2 separate regions of the Zea mays genome follow, and region 1 is linked to region 2. The links are chromatin contacts, called in public Hi-C maps. All regions are on one chromosome and are shown on one strand. Each heading gives the region's core, a stretch centred on a gene start, on an enhancer-like site or on the middle of the called end of the contact. The rest is flanking DNA. Distances are from core to core; before and after follow the strand shown.

Region 1 (7,337 bases), core at 1,014-3,513, 130 kb before region 2:
GCAAAGATGGAGTGGTGAGCTATCCATGCACACGGCGGTCCGGTGGCGCCTGCTCGGCATCGGCGAGCAATTGGTGGGGCCACAGAGCACCATCGCGACCCATACGACCCTGAACTCCAACAATGAGAGTCCGTGAAGCCCCCTGACTAGCCCACACGCCCAGACCGGCTTACCAGGAGAAGTTCCACGTTGTGAGGCGGATTTACGGCAACATCAAGCGACAACGAGCAATTCCTCTGTTGCCGGTCGATGTCGCACATACAACACCCCACGTGCATGTACCACTGGCTCTGGTGACTCTTCCTGACCCCATGATGAAGTCCCCCGGGCAGCGGGCGCACGGGCAGAGATCGGCGGCGGACAGCGGGTCACCCAGCCCTTCGGCGCCAAGCGGCGCCAATCTCTCTCGCTCGCACCCATCACCGACGACGCAGTCTCGACGTTTAGGTTTGAGGGAGGGTCGGGCGTGAGAATGGCTTAGTTTTATACCCCGTGAGGGATCCTAGGCAAGCATCACAGGTATCAGACTGTATCTTGGTGCGATGTTCGCTCCGGCTCCTTCGTAATAGACAGGACGAGTTCAATATAGGGTAGGAGATGGAACCGACGAGATGGCCCCACGCGCCAGCGTCACACCGGTGAACGCAGCTCCGCGCGCGGATCAGATGAGGCGCTGGTGACCTGGGCCCATCTGTCCGTGCTAGGTCGCGTGGGTGTGTTAAGTGGGCTGCACGGTGGAAAAAAGAGATGGTTAGTTGGGTCGTATGCTAGGGTTTGAGGCCAAAGTCTGTTTTCCTTTTCCTTTTCCTTTTCCTTTTCTTTTTCTTTTTCTTTATTTGTTTCTATTTTCTTGTTTTGTTTTCAAAATCTGATATTTGAATTCAAATTTGTCATAGAAATCAAGTGCATAAATAAAGTGCTAGCATGAAGAATTATAATTATTTATATATATTTTTCTTTGTAATGTCTATTCTTTTTCCATTTCTATTTCATTCTCTTTCTTGTTTCTCTTTCCATTTTTTTTAAAGTTAAACTTGTCTCATAAATTTGAATACAAATGCAAAAATACAAAAACTTTAGCATAATTCTGTATTTATTTCTTTGTTATTTGACCAATATAATTCCACTAATTAAATATACATAAATAAAAGAAAACCAAATAATCTCCAAAGGTTCCATAATCCCAAAACACCCACTTATAAACATGTTCATTTATTTATTTTATTATTTTTCCCTTATATATATTTTGGGCTTTACATGATCTCGGTTCTACTCGTACCAATACACATAGATAGACAAGGAATAGGTAAAATTAACATTACATCATACATGAGAATAGACTGTGTAAAAATATTCTACACGTCGCTATGAGATCGTAGGTTAGAGAACCACTAAAATCCGAGTTACAATGTATAAGTTATGAATTTTCTAAGTGTATAGGTATTTCTTATATTAATTTTACTCTTGAAAATCATTATTAAAGTTTTTTTCTGAATTTCCTTTGACTTATTTTATCCATTTAATCAATAGTAGGATGGTGGGTTCTATTTCTAAAAAGTACAGGGTCTGTTTTGAAAATACTTGGACCTATTTGTTCTATTCTTTATGCATACCCAGACCATACCCAGACCGCGGGTCGAATAAGACAAAACCTAGGGGCTAATAAAACTCACACGACCATCTTATCCGATCGCGCCTGGGCCATCAGATAGCAGATATGTGGTCTGGATTAAAAACGTGAAAGGGTATGAAGACGTTCTAATCTCAACCACCGGTTCCCGATTCAACGCCCCGGATCTAATCGATCGAAGCAGAAGACTATGTTATAATCTCATCCGTCCGCGAAGGGATCAATGGCTGGTATCCTCACTTCTTCCCACGACACCACCGCGGCGGCAGAAGCGAGCCCCACGGCGGTTCTCCCGCCGGCGTACACTAATTCCACGCCCTGGTGCTCCTATTCCAAATCTATCACGACTACGTGCTGAGGAGTTGATGGCGAACACGTGGAAGGAGGACTCACCGACAGTGGTGAAGCAGCAACGCCGGCCCGCGGCAGGGGGCTTTCCTTGGCGGAGGGAAACTTCGGTGAGAAACAACCATGCTCCCATCCACCAACCTCACCATATGAGGTCACGAACGTACGTGCTCTGGAGACTTGCCTTGACCATCTGTCCAGCCCAGAGCGGTGATCCCTGCAGGATGCTCGTGCGGCAGATCCCCCTATCTCTCTCGGTGTTGGGGGCGATGTTGTTCCCTTTCCACGACGGGGGTGCGACTCAGTGCTTGGATTGAGGCACGATGGGGCGCCGTATATAGGGACAGAGGGGCCCTAGTCGATGGGTGGTTGCAACAACCCAGTTACGCGTGCGTGGAAGATGGGTTAGGGTTACAGGGTGGTGGGTCCCAGCGGTAGTGATCGCGACGAACGGGCCCACAGATCAACGAGCGAAGGGAGGCGCGCGAGTCTGTCCACTAAGACCGACCTATCGGCGCCCATTGGCCGGGCTGGTGGGGAAATGGGCTTCGGGCCTGCCGAGAGCTGGGCTAGCGAATGGTGAATAGGGCCAAGAAAAGGAAAACGACCTAAGTATGATTTTTCTTATTTTTCCTTTTTTCTATTTCAGTTTTCTAAATTTCTATTCAATTCTAAGTTTCAAAATTAGATTTGTTTTCTCCTGTTGAATTTCATTTCAAATTTAATGCACAAACAAAAATCCAGCATGAATGCTAAGTCATTCCAATTTATTTATTAATTTACTTGTTTATTTGTTGTCCTATTTAAGCAAATACTTTTAAATATGCAATTCATACACCCTAAAATAATCTCTAGTGAAAAAAATACTTAAGAGAGCGCTTACACATACGTAATTCAACAATGCATGACTATACTCATTTAGAGACTATTTTATTTAAATCTTTATTATGAACATATTTAATGTAGGTGATGTAGCTTCAAAGGTAAAGAGAATATTTGAAAGATACTCTATCTCAAAATTTTGTGGGGGTTTTTTACTAAAAGATCTTCATAGGATTTTTCAGGTGTTACAAATTCTACCCCTTAAAGAGAATTATGTCCTCGAGATTCGTACATAGTAAGGGAAGGATGTAGGAAGGTTTGCAATTAGCGCCTTTTCTTCTTTTTTGTTTCTAGTTGGATCAAAATTTAGAAAGTTTTTTATCCTCCGTTAGAAGGTGGTTAGAAAATCATAGGTATCTTTTGTGTCTAGCCATATGATAAGTAGGATAAGGGATGGTTAGAGCAAGGGTAGTTAGGGGTAAGAAAGGTTGGAGTACAGAAAGATTCCATCCCAACTAGCGGATTTTGACTCATCTATAGATCGGGTTTGTATCTTATCCTTCCTTGACAGGGTTGATCTATCCATTCTCCAGTCTAGGTGTCTCCCTCCAAGTTATGGACATGTAGTTAAGACAAATTTGTAGGGATAGTGTCACACCCGGTTTTAAAAGGCAAACCGAATGCGAACCATGTACGTGCCAGGATCAGTTATTCACGTACACAGCAGTTACATAATATGGACATCATCACACAGTGCTCAAAATAGTATTAATAAGGGAAATAGTCGATTACATCATACGTCTGAGACGTCCATATAGTTCTTACAATAAATCAAAGTGCGGAAAAGAAACGTAGATAACGCGGCCTTCACAGGCAGCCGACTGGGGGTTGCCGCTAACCCACACCTAGAACTCGTCGTAATCTTGGAACTCCTGGAAGTCTCCTTCCACAGCTTCATCTTCGCCTGAGCAGTGGTTGCAATGCTGACAACCTGGGGGGGGGTTTGGTGTGTAGAGCAAGGGTGAGTACACATCAACATACTCAGCAAGTATCCTGTTTGGCTGTAGTGGACTAGCTTTATGTGGGGATAAGTCAAGCAGTTGCTTTTAGTTGGTCAGATTATTACTTACTAGTAGAAAGCCAGGTTTTAACATTAACCCAAGTTATTAGCCCAATGTATCCTTTCCAAACGGAAAGAATACCACTTACCAATACCATAATCGTAATCAGAACCATCAATCTCATTGTCACCTGTACCAAAGTATCTCTGATCAAGTATCACTAATCTCTGGAGCTCCCTTGGCCGCTCATAACCGCGAGCACGGCTGATATATCAGTTTCATAACACTCTGCAGAGGTTGTGCACTTTACCCACAAGCCGTGATTCCCTCTCTGGCCCGGGCTTGCAAGACCCTTATCCACTCCCGAGGTGAATGGCCAGGGATTCACTACGAAGCCTTTACAAAGATTCCCCGGGGCTGTAGCCACCCGTTAGGTTTCCTAAATGCACCGCACTCCTCCCCAAGGGGCGAACCCAAACTTGGCAGAGCGAGCCGCATACACCGAGCCCCATTGACGGCACGACGGCTAAGTGAACTACACCCCGGATCCTCTAATTATTCAGCTAAGGGCACCCCATTCCACCCTCATGGTTGCACTGTTTTCCCGGGCGGTCATCCATAGAACAGGTCCTTACGGAGAGGCACTCGAGAAACCGCTCGAGCCCCCTTGAAGACCACAAGTACCACATCATAATAAAAGAAGGGAAAACAACGTATCATAGATAATCACATCATGTTCATTGATTAAAGTTTGAGCAATAGCATAAAGCTAAACAGTAATAATCCAACCCAAATAGGTAAACAAGGACATGGATAACAAAACTAGTCAATCCTTAGGCATAAATGTGTAAAGCGGGAGGTGAATTAAATAATGAATAGGACAGAGATAGGTCAAAGGACACTTGCCTCCACCAAACGACTGCTGCTCAGGGGCTTCTCCTGCGGGTTCCTCGGGCTCTTCGACCGAATCGTTCTCTATGCGATTGCAAACATACATACATCCATCCACATTTAATACAAAAGAACAGTACACCATACAAGGGAACAAATAAAGTAAGTATGCATCAAGTATGACATTCGATATCGCATTTGTTATGGTTAGAAAGAAACGGGAAAGGGTCTCGCAGGGGGTTAAATCTTATGCACTAACGATCAATTACAATTGGTTCTTAACAAAAGAATTCTGTTACATATACACTAATGGAAACCTAATCACTTTAAGTTGATCAACATTGCACGAGATAAACAATTAACTACATGAATCAATTAGCATGACGGAATTTTAAATTAAACTTCCTATTTCCATGGCATGAACAATGATTAATCCTGCCTAAAATAAAGTAACTAGGATCACAGAAAGTAAATAAAATAAAATAAAAAAACAGAGGGGGGGGGCGGTTGAACCGGCCCTAGGGGCGGTTGAACCGGGCGCGGGCGCGGGCGGCGAGCTGGGCGGCCGGGGCGGCTGAGCCGGCCCGGTTGAACCGGCGGCCAGGCGAGCGCGCGGGGGGGGGGGGGGGGTCGGGCTGGCCAGGCGGCCGAGCCGGCCAAGCGGCCAGGCGAGCGCGCGGCCAGGGCGGCCAGGCGGGCGGCCGAGGGCGGCCAGCGGCAGGGGGCGGCGGCGGCTTAGGGCAGGGGGCGGCGGCGGCTTAGGGAGAGAATGAGAGAAAATGAGAGGGAGAGGGTTTTGGGAAAAAGGGAGATGGGGGGGGGGCGGCATGGGCCAATTGGGCCCAAGGGGGGGCGCCAGGGGGGCTGGGCCGGCCGAGGTCGGCCCAAGGCGCGGGAGAGAGAAAAAGAGGAGAGAGAAAGAGAGAGAAAAAAAAGAGAGAAAAGATCTTCTCCTCATTTTCGAAAATCCGATCTTTCTACATGAATGCATTTGCACTTTCAAAGCAATCAAAAGAAATGCAAGGTTCGGCATGGTGCATCAAACAACATAAAGTATTTAGGGTTTTCTTATACGGGAAATCCAAACCGAATCCCACTAGAACTTTGGAAAAGGTCAAGGTTTAGCGAGGGAAAACGAAAAAGGAAAGGTAACGCCCGAATTTTGGCGAGTAAAGAAAAGAAAAAAAATTCAACTGCAAAATTCGGGGCGTTACAAACCTATCCCCCTTAAAAGAATCTCGCCCTCGAGATTCAGGGCTGGCTAGCAAAGAGCTCTGGGTACTTGGCCATCAAATCATCTTCACGCTCCCAGGTTGCTTCTTCCTCAGAGTGGTGATTCCATCTGACTTTGCACATTCTGATGGTCTTCCTTCGGGTGACTCTATCTGCAATCTCAAGGATTTGCACTGGCTTCTCAACGTAGGTCAAGTCCTCCTGGACTTCCAGACCCTCCACTGGCAACTGCTCTTCTGGCACACGCAAGCACTTCTTCAACTGAGACACATGAAAGACATTATGCACAGCAGACAAATTCTCTGGCAAACTGAGCTGATAGGCCACTTCTCCACGTCTTGCAAGAATCTGATACGGACCAATGTAGCGGGGTGCTAGCTTGCCTTTCACTCCGAATCTTCTGACTCCTCTGATCGGTGACATTTTCAGATAGACAAAGTCTCCGACTTCGAAACTCAGCTCTCTTCTTCTTGTGTCTGCATAGCTTCGCTGCCTCGATTGCGCTATCTTCAGATTCTCTCGGACCATCTTGATGTTCTCTTCGGCTTCAAGCAAAATGTCTGGCCCAAACACTTGCTTTTCTCCAGGCTGATCCCATTGCAACGGAGTTCTACAACTCCTTCCGTAGAGCGCCTGAAATGGTGACATCTTCAAACTGGCCTGGTAACTGTTGTTATAGGAAAACTCTGCATAAGGCAATCTCTTGTCCCATCCGGACTGATCTTGCAACGCACAGGCTCTCAACATATCTTCGAGAATTTGATTGGTTCTTTCGGTCTGGCCATCTGTCTGCGGATGATAAGCTGAACTGAAATTCAGATGTGTGCCCAAGGCTTCATGCAACTGCTGCCAGAAATGAGAGGTGAACTGCGTTCCTCTGTCTGACACTATCTTCTTTGGCACACCATGAAGACAAACGATCCGAGACATATACAACTCTGCCAATACTGCACTGTTGTAGCTGGTCTTGACAGGTATGAAGTGGGCTGACTTGGTCAAACGGTCCACCACTACCCAAATAGAATCGTAGCCGGCTCGAGTGCGAGGCAATCCAACTATGAAGTCCATACCGATTTCATCCCATTTCCACTGAGGGATCTGCAACGGTTGCAACAATCCAGCCGGTCTCTGGTGTTCTGCCTTAATTCTTCGGCAACTATCGCACATAGCCACATGCTCTGCGATTTCCCTCTTCATTCCGTACCACCAGAATTTCTTCTTCAGATCCTGATACATCTTCTCACTGCCAGGGTGAATCGAATAAGCTGTCTCATGAGCTTCCTTAAGAATCAACTCCCGAATAGACTGGACATTGGGAACACACAAGCGGTCTTTGAACCATATCACGCCTT
Region 2 (7,095 bases), core at 1,061-3,560:
GAACCATTCCGCTCCAAAAGATCAACCGGACGGAGCCGCTCCGTTCCCATCCCGCTCTTACAATCACGCTCCGTTCCGTTCACTCTGCAACCAAATAAAAAACAGAGCTGCTCCGTTCCAGATTACCAAACACAGAACAGAGCGGCTCCGTTCTTAGAATCAGGGATAGAACGGCTCCGTTCTACTTGGCTCCTCAACCAAACACTACCTAAGTGGATGCATATTCAATAAATCCGTCAATCAAAACATATGTTCCAGCATGATACATCAACATCAATTCCTGTAGGTTTATATTAGCAACTATATTTAAAGTAACATTCCCTAATACTTGGGAAAAAATGAATAAAGGAGCAAAAAAGAAATAGGAAAAAGAAGGTAACACCTGAATTTGATGCATATTAGAAAAGAAATTTTATACCCCTAAATTCAGGGTGTTACAATCATGCGCCTGCTTACAAATTTCCTGAGAATTTCCTCGAGCGACATTTTGGTGTACCTAGGGTTTTCACGAATAAGGTTTATAAGATGGGGATTAATATCCCAAGAATTACAGTAAATGACCTTAGCATTAGTTGCACGACGTCGCGATTCGTCCATCTTGTGCTCCCATAGCTTCTAATTTTGTTCACCAGGGACCTGAGCCTGTTGTATGTTTCAGTTGGCTCCTCTCCCCTTTTCATGACAAATCTCCCTAGCTCGCCTTCCACCAATTCCATTTTGGTGATCATGTGTAAAGCCCAAAATTTGTATAAGAAAATAAAAATAAAAACAATAATAATAGAATAAATAAATAAAGAAATAAAATAGTAAATTTCGATATTCCAAATTATATTGGAGCTTTGAATGTTGAGGATTGAATTTCGAAACCAAGAATTAATTTAGAAAGGAAGTAATAGAAAGGTTTTCTATTCAACTAAACGATTATTCATTTCATCAAATGATACACTATAATTATTTATTTAAGTATTGATATATAAGTATCAAATTTAGATGACTCAAATATATTCGAGACTTTTAAAAAAATTAACTCAGAAAAATAAATTAAATTGGAGGATTTCCTATATGGTGAGAAAATACCCCTTCATCAATATTTTATTTAGAGGCATTAACCAAAAAAAGTAAAAGAAACTTTGCACCCATGCGAATATTTTTATGTGATGCATTTGATTTGAATAAAGGGACCATGAATTAAATTTGAATTCAATTTATAAATTAATATAACAGAAAATGAGTAAAAGAAAGGAAAATACAAAAGAAAAGAAAAAGAAAAAACACTACCTGCTTACCTGGGCCGAATCCGAACCACCAACCCGCTAAATGGGCCCTCCCCTACACTGGTCGCCACCCACGCGCATTAGGAGTTGCACCCTGTGCCACTGCACGGTGGACCCGGCCTAGCGGTCGTCGTCCTCCTTGGGACGGACTGAAACAGATGCCGGTGGGCGCACTGGCGGACTTCTCATGCGCACCGTGCATGCGACAACCCCCGATGATCTCGCCACGAACTTTCTCGGCTCAGTCCCCTTCCACCACGTACGAGCACGCACTGATGGTTCGACACAAGGGCCCCGCGTGTGGGATCTTCAACTGTAAGCCGCAACAAACTCGACCGCAACAATCGTGAGCTTCGAAAGAAACTCCGACCCCCACTCCGTGATCTCCTCTGGCCGGATTCCGCCGCGACTCTATAAAGCACGAGGATTATGACTCCCCACCCAGCCGAAGCCGTGTACAACTTGGTGCCGTAGGCACATGGATGGGGGGTGCGGGGAGAAGAGATTGCCGCTGCCGCCATCGATCTGCCCATGTGCGATCCTCCAGCCTCGACAGGTGGTACTGGGGCAGCGAAGGATCCCTCCGCACATATATGTGGCCTCGTCAGGCGTGGGCCGTGGTCGGGACGCCGACAATTGCACGACGGCGCTCACCAATCCACACCGTGTCGTCGGCAGCACGGCTGTCACCACTATTTCAGGTAGGAAGGTCTCCATTTGGTTCTGCATCTCTGTCTCTTCCGTTTGCACCAATTAGCGCTTGGGTTTGGGCAAATGAGGTCGATCGGCCATGTTGCCGGTGGGCGCACCGCCGGGGTGGTGACTCCGCCGCCGTGGCTGAGGTGGGTTGTGGAAGACGAAGCCTCGGCCGTTGATCAGCTCGTGAGCGGCCACGATTGAAGTCGGGGACCGTTTCGTCCAGACGATCGATGATCCGTCCGATCAGGATCGAATGGGTATCAATGGTTCGACCTTTGTTAGTTACAGACCGTCGATCCTCGATCCTGTGGCTGTTGTAGCGTACCTATTCACGGGGGGCTGGATCTAATCCAGACCACTGGATGTAGATCCAACGGCCTGAAAGTCTCTGTACCCCTCCGCCTGTAGCGCGCCGAGCAGATTTATAAAAAGCCCTTGATGTTTTAAGGAATTAACCCGCCATCCCTCCACTATAGAATGACTTAGCAGTTAGGCCCCTGGCTTTTGCAGTTTAGTCCTGGAAACTATTTAATGTATAAAAATTAAATATAAAAATGTATAGAAATTTAGATAATTCATATTAAATCCATTTTAACTCTGAATTGACCCGTTCCACTTGCCTAACTTTGTATAAATATTCACTATGCTGTAATAGCATTGGTTATATCATATCTCATATTTTTATAGTTAGATATTTATTTAACCTATGTTTAGTATATTAACCTCTCTAAATCAAAGTTAATCTGTTTATAATTATAGTTTGGATAAAATATGATCCCTAATTATATTATAATTTAACTTAAAAGTTGAATTAATTATTTATTTAGATTATTTTCTCACATGATCTATTAAATCAACATAAGGTCTAGTTTTAACTCCTTAAACTGCATGGGTCTTCTGAAAACCATACCTTTTCAACCATGACTCCGATTGTAGTGATTCTCGAACCAACGATCTCGTAGCAACGCGTACATTATTATTATATAGTTTGTACTCATGTTTGGTATGATGTTAATTTTACCTATACCATGTGATGCGTCACAATGCCCGATCTTCACGACGTAGGATAAATCTTCAGATAACTAGCTTCGAAGAAGCTAAGATAACTTGCTGCAAGCAGCGATAACTAGTGCAACCTGACAAATAAAACTCGAAACCAACCACCGTCTTTAACCGGCAACCTGAATCGAGGATTCGCCCAACCACACTCTCAAAGAACCAACCAACACAACCTACAATCAATCGAGGAGACCTCGAAGGGAGTAGAAGCACCACTTGGGAGTGGATGAAGCCGCCGCTTCTGCAATCCCGTGAAGGAATTCACAAGAGCAAAGGGGTAGAGATCACTCTCAATATTTGTTAGCACACAGCTGAACAAAGGGGTTCTGTTTTAGATTATCAAAAGCTGCTTTACATCATAGACATAGGAGGTATTTATACTAGTAACAACCAGCCTTAGCAAGGTAAAACATGAAACAAAAGTATTTTCACGTGCTAATGTGAAGGAGCCTCTTCGGGAGATCTGCAGAGTTGATTTCCGTGTGTCTGTTTGACTTCTGCGCAGCCTTCAGTATTTTGACAATAACTTCTTCTAGGAATCTTCAAATGACGTGGGGCTGGATGTGTTGGAAAGCTGACTTGATAAGCTTTCTCACCATGTATAGCATGCTTAATGAAACTTCGTAGAATGATGCAGTTTAATATGAAAACTTGGTTATCAAACCGACTGTTGACCTTTTGACCAGTCAGCACTAAAGTAGGTCGGCTGCCTTTCTGGTAGATTTGATTAAGTCGGCCTTAAAAGCATTGGAAACTAGACTTCAAGAGATTTCCAAAAAGTACTTATGGTCCTTCATAGCTTTTGGGAATCAAAAGATATGACTGTTTCTTCTGGATGGTTCTGTAGCGCTGGACTGACTCGGACATAGCTCTTCTTGCTGATTCGCCTTTGACATGTTTTGTCCTTCCTCTTTGGTGAACCTAAGTAATATCAATATACACGACTTAGGTAGCATAAAGTTCTCATTAGTGTTTAATTAAAATTCATAAAGTAGCACGTGCACCTCTTGTTGTAGCTTCTTATCTCGGCTACGTGTAATTGGTCCATCAAAGACTCGGGTTGGTGATGATGTTTGTTGTACTTGAGTTGATGTAGTATGACTTGGGGGTTGTAACGTGTTGCTTAATGGCGTGGTCGTATCATCCTCCTCCCCTTGAAAAGGAGTCGTCCTCGACTCTGAAGTGTCTTCACTTGTATATGGTAAGAGGTCAGCAACATTGAATATGTTGCTCACGCCATAGCTTGGTGGAAGATCTATCTTGTATGCATTATCATTGATCTTGGCAAGAACACGAAATAGACCATCCCCTCGTGGCATCAATTTGGATTTGCGCTACTCAGGAAAACGCTCCTTGCGCAAGTGAATCCAAACTAAGTCCCCCGGTTCAAATAACACTTTCTTCCTATGCTTGTTCATGCTTGCAGCCTTGCGCACTGCTTTGAGCTCAATTGTTTCCTTAGTCTTCTCATGTATCTTTTTAATGTATGCAACACGCTTGGAAGCTTCCATATTGGTTCTTTCCCTATTATAAGCAAACTCCATGTGTGGCAAACATTCCTCCCAATCCTTCAAGTTCTTCTTTATCATTGTTCGCAACAGCATTGACAATGTACGATTTACCACTTCAGTTTGTCCATCAGTTCGGGGGTGGCATGTGGTGGAGAACAAAAGTTTAGTCCCAAGCTTTGCCCATAATGTTTTCCAAAAATAGCTCACAAACTTCATATCACGGTCAGATACGATGGTCTTGGGCACTCCATGTAGCCTCAAGATTTCTCTGAAAAACAAATTGGCAACATGTGAAGCATCGTCGCTCTTGTTGCATGGAATAAAATGAGCCATTTTTGAAAATCTATCAACCACAACAAAAATAGAATCTCTCTTTTTTTGAGTCATCGGCAGCCCTAAAATAAAATCCATGCTTATGTCTTCCCAAGGAATTTTAGGAGCGGGTAAAGGAGTATATAAACCATGAGGGTTCAATTTTGACTTAGCTTTGTGACAGGTGACACAACGCTCCACAAATCTAATGACGTCTCTCCTCATCTTGGGCCAATAGAAATGATCACTCAGCAGTTCATAAGTCTTCTTTTGTCCAAAATGACCTGTTAGACCTCCTCCATGTGACTCTTGCAATAAAAGTAATCTAACCGAAGAATTTGATACACAAAGTTTGTTAGCTCTAAACAAAAATCCATCATGTATATGATATTTTTCCCAACCTTTTCCATCTTTACAATGATTGTATGGTTCTGAAAATTCAGGATCATCATTATACATTTCTTTCAAATTTTCAAGACCCAAAACTTTTACCTCTAGTTGATTCAACAACACATTTCTTCGAGACAAGGCATCAGCGACTACATTGTCCTTACCTTTCTTATATTTCACAATGTATGGAAATGTTTCAATAAACTCGACCCATTTGGCATGGCAACGGTTCAGTTTGGCTTGCCCTTTCAAATACTTCAAAGCTTCATGATCGGAATGAATAACAAACTCTTTTGGCCATGTTTCAAGCGTTCGGACCAAAGCATACAATTCTTTATCATACACAGAATAATTTAATTGAGCACCTCCCAATTTTTCACTAAAATATGCTATAGGTTTTCCTTGTTGCATTAAAACTCCTCCTATCCCAATCCCACTAGCATCACATTCTACTTCAAAACTTTTAGTGAAATCAGGAAGAATAAGTACAGGTGCTTCAGTCAAACGTTTCTTCAATTCTTAAAAAGCATCTTCTTGTGAGTTTCCCCATTTAAATTCAACACTTTTCTTTGTCAAATCATTTAAAGGGGAAGCGATGGTACTGAAATCTCGCACAAATCTTCTATAAAAACCAGCAAGACCAAGAAAACTTCTTACTTGACTTACATTCGTTGGAGCTGGCCAATCCTTGATTGCTTTCACCTTGGATTCATCCACCTCTATTCCTTTTGCTGAAACAACAAAGCCAAGAAACACAACATGGTCTGTGCAAAAACTGCACTTCTCAAGATTAGCAAATAATTTCTCCTTTCTAAGCTCATCTAAAACTTGCCAAATGTGTTTCACATGTTCATCAAAAGACTTGCTGTAAATTAGAATATCATCGAAGTAGACAACAACAAATTTTCCAATGAAAGTTCTTAATCCATGGTTCATTAATATCATAAAAGTACTAGGAGCATTAGTCAACCCAAAAGGCATCACTAACCATTCATACAACCCAAATTTTGTTTTAAATGTAGTCTTCCATTCATCTCCAGTTTTCATTCTTATTTGATGGTATCCACTTCTCAAATCAATTTTAGTAAAAATTGTGGAACCACTTAATTCATCAAGCATGTCTTCTAGCCATGGAATAGGATGACGATAGCGAATGGTAATATTATTTATAGCTCTACAATCAACACACATCCTCCAAGATCCATCTTTCTTAGGTACTAAAATCATAGGAACAGCACAAGGGCTTAAACTGTCACGAACAAAACCTTTATCAAGAAGTTCTTGTACTTGCCTTTGTATTTCCTTAGTTTATTCAGGATTGGTTCGATATGGTGGACGGTTAGGAAGTGCAGCCCCTGGAAAAAGATTGATTTGATGCTCAATCCCTCGAATTGGAGGCAGTCCAGCCGGTGTTTCTTGTGGAAACACGTCTTCAAAGTCCTGCAAAAGATCAGCTACAACACTAGGAAGAGATGTTATGTCATTAGGAGAAATCAAAACATCTTTGTTCACAAGTACAAAGAGCACTTGATATGGGTTGTTCCTCACTTCTCTCAGTTCAGATTTTGTGGCTAGCATAACTAGATGTTCTCCCTCTTCCTTCCTTTTATCTCTTGAATTTGGCTTGTAGCACTCGCTCACCGAATTGTGGATGGCACTCAATTTCTTTTGCTCTTCTCCTCCTCTACTTGCTGCACTAATTTCAGTCTTCTTTTGTAAATTCTCAGCCATGATTTGTTGAGGGGTAATAGGCTTGAGTACAAACTTTCTCCCTTTCAGATCTAGTGTGTATTGATTTGTTCTTCCACAATGCTGAGAATATCGGTCATATTGCCAAGGTCTTCCTAGCA

What was found. A called contact is a pair of places that touch in the nucleus more often than the background predicts.
Region 1: a Hi-C map of leaf mesophyll shows a contact between it and region 2, with 2.9 times the contacts expected there. The contact joins the promoter of LOC100502425 here to the enhancer-like site in region 2. A contact is called at or near these places in 7 of 25 Hi-C or Micro-C datasets (bundle sheath, ear, endosperm and 3 more).

Annotation. Positions count from the first base shown.
Region 1 is chr4:144,491,995-144,499,331 of Zm-B73-REFERENCE-NAM-5.0, reverse strand. It overlaps LOC100502425, which reads right to left and starts at 2,263. Exons shown (of 2, transcript NM_001196903.1): 1 at 2,024-2,263; 2 at 1-727. The coding sequence starts at 2,111. The coding sequence ends at 444.
Region 2 is chr4:144,360,521-144,367,615 of Zm-B73-REFERENCE-NAM-5.0, reverse strand. No RefSeq gene overlaps it. Among protein-coding and RNA genes, the nearest start is that of LOC100384097, 30 kb to the right of the region's middle. Within about 2 kb of position 2,310, at least 18 of the 20 cell types and tissues checked have an H3K27ac peak or open chromatin away from gene starts, as enhancers often do. A contact at or near this core is called in bundle sheath, ear, endosperm and 3 more, where this site is marked.